2 separate regions of the Nomascus leucogenys genome follow, and region 2 is linked to region 1. A link is a contact called in public Hi-C data. All regions are on one chromosome and are shown on one strand. Each heading gives the region's core, a stretch centred on a gene start, on an enhancer-like site or on the middle of the called end of the contact. The rest is flanking DNA. Distances are from core to core; before and after follow the strand shown. Region 1 holds the start of INPP5D (phosphatidylinositol 3,4,5-trisphosphate 5-phosphatase 1). Region 2 holds the start of ATG16L1 (autophagy-related protein 16-1).

What was found. Hi-C and Micro-C count contacts between places; a contact is called where the count stands out from the background.
Region 2: a Hi-C map of a lymphoblastoid cell line shows a contact between it and region 1, with 6 times the contacts expected there. The contact joins the promoter of ATG16L1 here to the promoter of INPP5D in region 1. A contact is called at or near these places in 2 of 4 Hi-C or Micro-C datasets (both in a lymphoblastoid cell line).

Annotation. Positions count from the first base shown.
Region 1 is chr22a:133,608,240-133,611,970 of Asia_NLE_v1, forward strand. INPP5D (phosphatidylinositol 3,4,5-trisphosphate 5-phosphatase 1) reads left to right here and starts at 2,160. Exons shown (of 27, transcript XM_030802963.1): 1 at 2,160-2,794. The coding sequence starts at 2,661.
Region 2 is chr22a:133,801,718-133,805,386 of Asia_NLE_v1, forward strand. ATG16L1 (autophagy-related protein 16-1) reads left to right here and starts at 2,414. Exons shown (of 19, transcript XM_030803609.1): 1 at 2,414-2,795. The coding sequence starts at 2,681.

The DNA.
Region 1 (3,731 bases), core at 910-3,409:
ATCAAGTGGGATCTCAAGATAGGAATGCAGTGATTATGGCCTAATACACTCAACAGAATATGGCTGGAATATGTGTGGTTCTACCTTTATGCTGTAAAATTTGGAACAGTAAATTTTTTTTTGTTTTTGAGATGGAGTCTCGCTCTATCGCCTAGGCTGGCATGCAGTGGCGCGATCTCGGCTCACTGCAATCTCTGCCTCCTGGGTTCAAGCGATTCTCCTGCCTCAGCCTCCAAAGTAGCTGTAGCTGTGATTACAGGCACGTACCACACCCGGATGATTTTTTTTTTTTTTAGTAGAGACAGGGTTTCACCATGTTAGCCAGGCTGGTCTCAAACTCCTGACCTCAGGTGATCTACCCACCTCAGCCTCCCAAAGTGCTGGGATTACAGGGGTAAGCCACTGTGCCTGGCCACTCTCTAGCCCTTATTTGAAGTCTTCATTGATAAATCACTATCCCTCACATGAGTTGGTTAATTTTGTAATATGTTAAAATTATTTATATTGACTGGAGACCTACAAAAGAAAAAATCCACCCACCAAAAGGGCAGCCCTGATCTAGATACTGGGATTTTCTGGAGGGCAGAAGGGTGGGGGACAAGCCAGCTGACCACGCTGGATAGATCAGGCAATTGGGTAGAAAAGGAAGCAAAGATGGGATGGGTCTTAAAAATGAGGGGAGCGTGCCTGTGTGGCGAGTGTGCCAGGGGATCTCACTCTGTGGAATTGCAAGGACCGTGGGAATAGAGGTGTGAGAGGTGCGGGGCTGGGGGTTTGGGGGAGCTCTCTGAGTAGAGCAGTCTTGGCATGGTAGGGGTCTCTAGAGATGAGTGGGTGGAGATGTAAAGGGACCAGTATTGCAAATGGATCCTCGTGGTGGCGTGGTCTGGGGCTTCATGGATGTTAGTGGAGGCCGGCAGGGAAGCGAGGAGGGTGCGAAGGTGCACAGTGGGGGCATAGGAGATGGCCCCATAAAGAGGGGGTGGACAGGTGCTGAGTGGAGGCCTCCACGCTGGGCTGCTGCAGAGGTGGCGTGCTCCAGGAGGGCCGGAGTGTGGAGGCCAGTTCCCATCACCAATGTGTCCCCACGCCTGGCTCCAGGCCTGGCCAGAGGTCCTTGACTGGGAGTGCTTTTTCTGCCCTACAGACTCACCTGCCATTGCGTGTTGCTCAGCCGGGAAGTGCTGGGGGCCCTGTTCTGGGACAACCATCAGTGTGACGCATGTTGAGCCCCTGGGCACATGTGAGCTCCTTTATGAGCTGCGTCCTTCAAGTTAGACAAGAAGAAACCAAGGCTGAGAGAGAGAAGAAACTTGACCACGTTCCCACAGCTTGAATGTGGTGGCGCTGCCTGGCTGGTGCCCCTTCCTGGAGGGGGTCTGTTGTCATGTCCTGGAGGGCAAGGCCTGGATGTGGGATGGTGGGGGCACTCTTTGTGCAGCGGGTCAACACGTGCCCCTTCAGCCTTGGTGAGCCTGACCCAAAGACGGAGGGTGCCCAGGTCTGGGGGCTGAGGGATGGGCGTCCACCGCAGAGCCCTCAGAAATGACTGGTCCTGGATGGCGGTCCCTGGAGAGGCAGCTCCTCTTTGAGTGGTGGGCAAACGTGGCCATGCCCAGCCTTGGAGGCGGTGCAGTCCCACCGGCCGCCCTGACTGCTGAGATGCAGGACTCAGCACCCAGTGTTGTGCTTGGCCAGGCGGCCAGCCTGCCCTGTGGGGCTTTGGGGTTCTCCTCTCCGAGCTTGTTTCCCCAGCATCCTGGAGAAGCCCAGGGACAAACCCAGCCTATGTTCCCGCTGTAAACGGTCCACATCCGCTCCGAGCTCCCTTTGTGTGTCTCCAAGCTGGACTGCAGGGATCAGAGCTGTGCTGCCCGTGCAGCACCCACCTGCCCCTGGGAATGAGCGTAATGGGGTCACAGAGCCATCACTTGGACCTTGGTGCCCTTGGCTGGTGGCGGCCAAGGTCTCCCAGCACCCAGGCCGCTGGGAGTCTCTAAGGGGGAGGGGTGGGGCTCGACTGTCCCCTCCCCCTCAAGTTTGCTCTGTCCTGGGCAGGCCGTAGTCCCAGTTGAGAAGCTGTGCCCCCTTGGGTGTTTTGGAGGTTCAGGGTGGGTGTTGAAAAGCCCTGGGGGAGAGCAGAAGGCTCGGGGGCCTGTCTAGAGTGTGGCATCCCACGTGGGCGTCAGCACGGCCGCAGAAGAACTACTCCTGGGGCCCACCCATGCCTGCTAGGCCACGCGTCTTCAGAAGTGGCCACAACTCTCCTGACGTCTCTGGAGCCGGTCATTCCACCCAGGGGACTTCAGCTGCCACTGGACACTTCAATTGTAGTCTGCGACCTGTTCCCAGGAAGGAGAGGGCAGGCGAGGGAGCCGCGGCAGCTGTGGCAGGGTGTGGGGGACGCTGGACGGCCAGGGCCCCCCCACCACGCTCTCTCTCTCGCTTGGTTTCTGTAATGAGGAAGTTCTCCGCAGCTCAGTTTCCTTTCCCTCGCTGAGCGCCTGAAACAGGAAGTCAGTCAGTTAAGCTGGTGGCAGCAGCCAAGGCCACCAAGAGGCAACAGGCAGCAGGTTGCAGCGGAGGGGCCTCCGCTCCCCTCGGTGGTGTGTGGGTCCTCGGGGTGCCCGCCGGCCCGGCCGAGGAGGCCCACGCCCACCATGGTCCCCTGCTGGAACCACGGCAACATCACTCGCTCCAAGGCGGAGGAGCTGCTCTCCAGGACGGGCAAGGACGGGAGCTTCCTCGTGCGTGCCAGCGAGTCCATCTCCCGGGCATACGCGCTCTGCGTGCTGTGAGTACAACATGCTCCCTCCCCAGGCACAGAGATGACAGAGGAGCTTAGAGGGGGCCCAGCATTGAGATGGGTTGTTCTTATGTCACAGGACAGAGTGATCTGACATGCACACTTCCCCACCACCCTGTCATGGACCTTGTCCTTGGACCTTGGCCTTGGAGTTCAGAGAGCTGGTCTCGTGGCAGGTTTTGCAGCCTTGGAGCTGTCAGAACCACTCTGAGGCCTGATCTTACAACCCAGCTTCCCATGAGCTGTGTGGACCTTGTGGCTTCCTTGGAGTCTGGGGACCGAGAGAAGGGAGTTTGGGCTTTTTGAGCCAGGAGGAGGCTCAGGACTCCGTGGAGGTGGGTGTGTTAGAGATCAGCTCAAAGATGCCCAGCTCAGAAACCCTGAGAAGAGCAAAGGTGGCAAGGGGGACCCTTCCTGGAGCACCCAGGCTTCGGGCCCGTGGAAGCAGCTGTTGTTTGGCGAGCCAAGAATATGGGGCGAGTTTAATCAAGAAAGGACTTTCCGTTCACTCAGAAGCTGCTTTCAGGGGCCTGAGAGCAGAGGAAGTCACCGTTACCAGCAGCGAGCAGCCTTTTCTCTCTCCTGAGCACTCGGCTGTGACCGCTGCCCACCCCCCACCCCCTCAATTTGGGTCTCTGTCACCATCAACTCCTCCCACTGCCCGGTTGGGGATGTTACTGAATGTGCCAGCTGTGCCAACAATGGAGGAGCCAGCCACTTGCTGAAGGTTCCTTTCTAAAACCCCCTTCCTGTCCAGTGTCTGAAGGAGGCCCTTGCCCTGTAGCTCTTGGTCTAATCATTTTGCCGGGGCCGCAGGCAGTGCCAGGGTGTAGTCAGGGAAGGGTGTGTCCACCTGAATATCTCAAGTAGCATCCCTGGGCTGGCAGAAATGTTCCCCCGAGCAGCCAGGGCCTTGCCCTTCTCC
Region 2 (3,669 bases), core at 1,164-3,663, 190 kb after region 1:
GCCCAACACAGTAAATCCAAAGGCCCTGCAGCAAGAGGGAGCACGGTAAGCAGAAGGAAGTAAGAGGCTTCGGTGTGGCTGCGGTTGTGTGCTAGATAAAGCTGGTGAGTTAGGAGGAGGGCAGGACTGGCAGGGTTTCATATCGTTTCTTTAGAAATTATTCTTCATGTGTTCAACAAATATTTATCTACAAGGAGCTAGGGACACACTCATTTTATATAAATTGATTTATGACATATACTGCTGTTACTATCAACAATTTCCAGCAATAAATGTACAGTAATTTAACCAATCTCTTATTGTTGGAAATGTAGATTTTTTTCTCCAACTTCTCACCATTATTATAAACTGCAATTAGTTTTACACCAACCTAAAAACAATGCTGCAACAGAGATTTTTGTATGTGGACATGTGTCCAAGTATTTCTTGGCATAAATTCCTGCAAGTGGAATTGCTGGTTAGGCAAACTGCAAATTTGTAAACATATTTATATATATAGAGAGAGAGTGAGTCACGGTCTCGCTCTGTTGACCAGGCTGCTGGAACGCAGTGGTGCAATCACAGCTCACTGCAGCCTTGACCTCCTAGGCTCCAGCAATCCTCCCACCTCAGCCCCATCCCAGTAGCTAGGATTACAGGCACATGCCACCACACTCAACTAATTTTTTGTATTTTTGTAGAGACAGAATTGCATTATGTTGCCCAGGCTGGTCGGTCTCAAATTCCTGAGCTCAAGTGATCCTCTCACCTTGGCCTCCCAAAGTGCTGGGATTACAGGTGTGAGCCACCATGCCCAGCCTTGGAAACATATTTTAATCATAAATGTTGAAAATTAACATGCTCAACTGTCAAGATTTGGTGTAATGGTCTTTTAAGGGTGGTGCCACTGCTGCATTTGAAGGCATTCTCGGTCACTTTCAGAATTTTTTCATTTTCTTCAGTGCGTGAGGAAGTCACTTCTATTTCTGATCCCATTGGATCCTTCCAACGACTTCAAGTCCACTCAATACTGACTACCAGTGAAACATCTTTAACAGCAGTGCTAGAAGCCTGACTGTCCTCCTCTCCTCAGCCTAAGTTCTTCTTATCTGTCTCTGAAGTACCTTCCTCTGGACTTGAGACACACTGGAAGAGAAGGTAGTTTCTGATATTCCTTTCCTCTCTTTTGGCCACCTACTTTGTCTGGTTCCATTTTCATGCAGTAAATTTACTAATTGTTAAAGGCAGATGGAGCTCCAGCAACTCTATTACAGAACTGGGTTTTCCATTCTACTGAGCTTGTTCACAGACACAACTTTCTCAGGAGCCAGTGTGTCTTCATCTCCCCCTTTCAACATCTACAGCCTTAGATTACCTTCTAAGGCTCCATTTATTGTCAGGCCACAATTTCTAGGATTCTAACGATGAAGACAAACTCTGATACATGATTCACATCTTTCTTAGCTCCTGTTTCCAGTCCTCTTCTCCACTGCAAACAAAAACAAAAAACCCAAACAAACCACAAAACCTGTTTCCAAGTTCAGTGGGACACTCTTGCCAAAGCACACTGACTTTGGGTATGTAAGAGTTAAGAAACAAGAAAGAAACATGAAAAGCAGCTTAACAAAGACAGGTTTATTTTGGAGAATACACCCGAGAGGGGCTTCTTGTCGATTTTTTTTTTTGGTCAGGAGCGTTTTCTCTTACACACTAAGGGTGTTTAAGGGTTCACGAAGCGGTGAGCTTATTGCAGGTTCGTAATGTTTCTATATGAGGGAAAGTTTATTGTGGGGTTGGAAAGTCTCTGGTCAGAGGGGAGGCTATCTCCGGGTGGGCATGTTTCTGGTTGGAAGTGGGTTTATCTTAGAGTTGGAATGTTTCTGGTTATGCTGACAGCCATTAGGCTGATGTTTTTGGGTTGGATTTGGACGGTTTTTTAATCAAGGGGAACTTATAATGGTGGCAGTTGGCCAAGATGGCAATGCTCCTGCTGTCAGGGTAGGCCTTGGGAAGACACCAGGTGTCTTTGTAAACTTAGGTTTCCCCTGTACCAAGCACAGTGCTGACTGCATTACATAGGTTTTTCTTTTTACTATTCGTGACAACCTTCTGAGGTAGGTATCACTACTGTCCCCATTTTACAGATTAGACAACTGAGGCCTAGGGAGCTTGTCACTCATCCACAGCCACAGAGCTACTATGGAGGGAACCCCATTTGTTCCTAAACTGCGATTAAAAAAAAAAAGTTGCGGGAGACAGGCCAAGAAAGAAAACACGAAAAGGGTTGAAAAGCAGCCAAAGAAAAGTAAGCAGTCAGGCGGAAGAGGCCCCTTTCCTGCCTCCTTCCCGCCGCGAGCTGGGCCTTGCGCAGGGCCCGCACGCCCCCAAGCGGCCGCCTCTCTGCCGCTGACGCTTCCGGCTACAGGCTGGCGTCACTAGCGAGCGCCCTGCGTAGGCACCGGCCCCTGAGCCCATGCGGCGTAATACGCTGGGTGAGGGGGAGGGTCTTCCGGCCCTCTTGAAAACCATTTCCGGCAGGAGCCGGAAGACCGTCCCGGATGGCCTAGGGGACGGCCAGTGTGTGGAGGTGAGCTCCGGGATTGCCGGCATTCCCGCGTCTGCTGGTTGCCTCATGCTGCAGGCTGCGGCCGCCAGCCCCCACTCTCATCGGTGGCGCTGAGGTGCCGGGGCAGCAAGCGACATGTCGTCGGGCCTCCGCGCCGCTGACTTCCCCCGCTGGAAGCGCCACATCTCGGAGCAACTGAGGCGCCGGGACCGGCTGCAGAGACAGGCGTTCGAAGAGATCATTTTGCAGTGTGAGCGGCGCCGGTGCGGGCCGGGAGCGGGGCGGGCGGGCCCCGTGGAGGCATGCGGGGCGCCAGCGGGAACCTGAGGCCGAGTCCCCAGCGCCGCCCGCACGCATGGCGGCCGCCCCGGGTGCCCCGCTCTTGGGACGCCGCACGCCTTTTAAATGTTTTTTCTAACCTGCGTTTTATTTTTGGAGGATTTTCCCTACTAAATTGTACGATCTTTGTGGGGAGGCACAGTTCGTGATTGTATTTGTAAATCCTAGCAGCTCATACAATGCTTACGCACTTAAATAGGTCCCAGAAACATCCCATCTATGGGGTCATGTTAATGAAACGGTCGTTGACTTTAAGTCGCCGAATTAACATTGCCTTCTCAGTGCACTGGAACGGGTGGCCTTTGATTCCTCAAACTTACTTCCCTTACTCCACCTTGGTGGGTTTTTTTGCGGGGAAAGGGGGATAGGGGGTCAGGGTCTCGCTGTGTCGCCGAGGCTGGAGTGCAGTGGCGGAGATCACGGCTCACTGCAGCCTCAAACTCCCAGGCTCAAGTGATCCTCCCACCTAAGCCTCCCCAGTAGCTGGGATTACAGACGCGCGCCCAGACGCTCGGCTAATTAAAAAAAAAAAAAAAAAAAGAAAATTTTGGAACGAGGTCTCACTGTTTCCCAGGCTGGTCTCCAACTCCTGGGCTCAAGCGATCTTCCCACCTCGGCCTCCCAAAGTGCTGGGATTATAGGCGTGAGCCACCGAGCCTGGCCCCACCTTGGTGTTAATATCTTAATATCTTTTAGGCGGGACAGAACCTTTACTGTTACTGAAATCTTCAGTATGAAAGAGGTGGTTTTCTTTCCCCTTACTGCTTGCAGCTTAAGGGTACAAA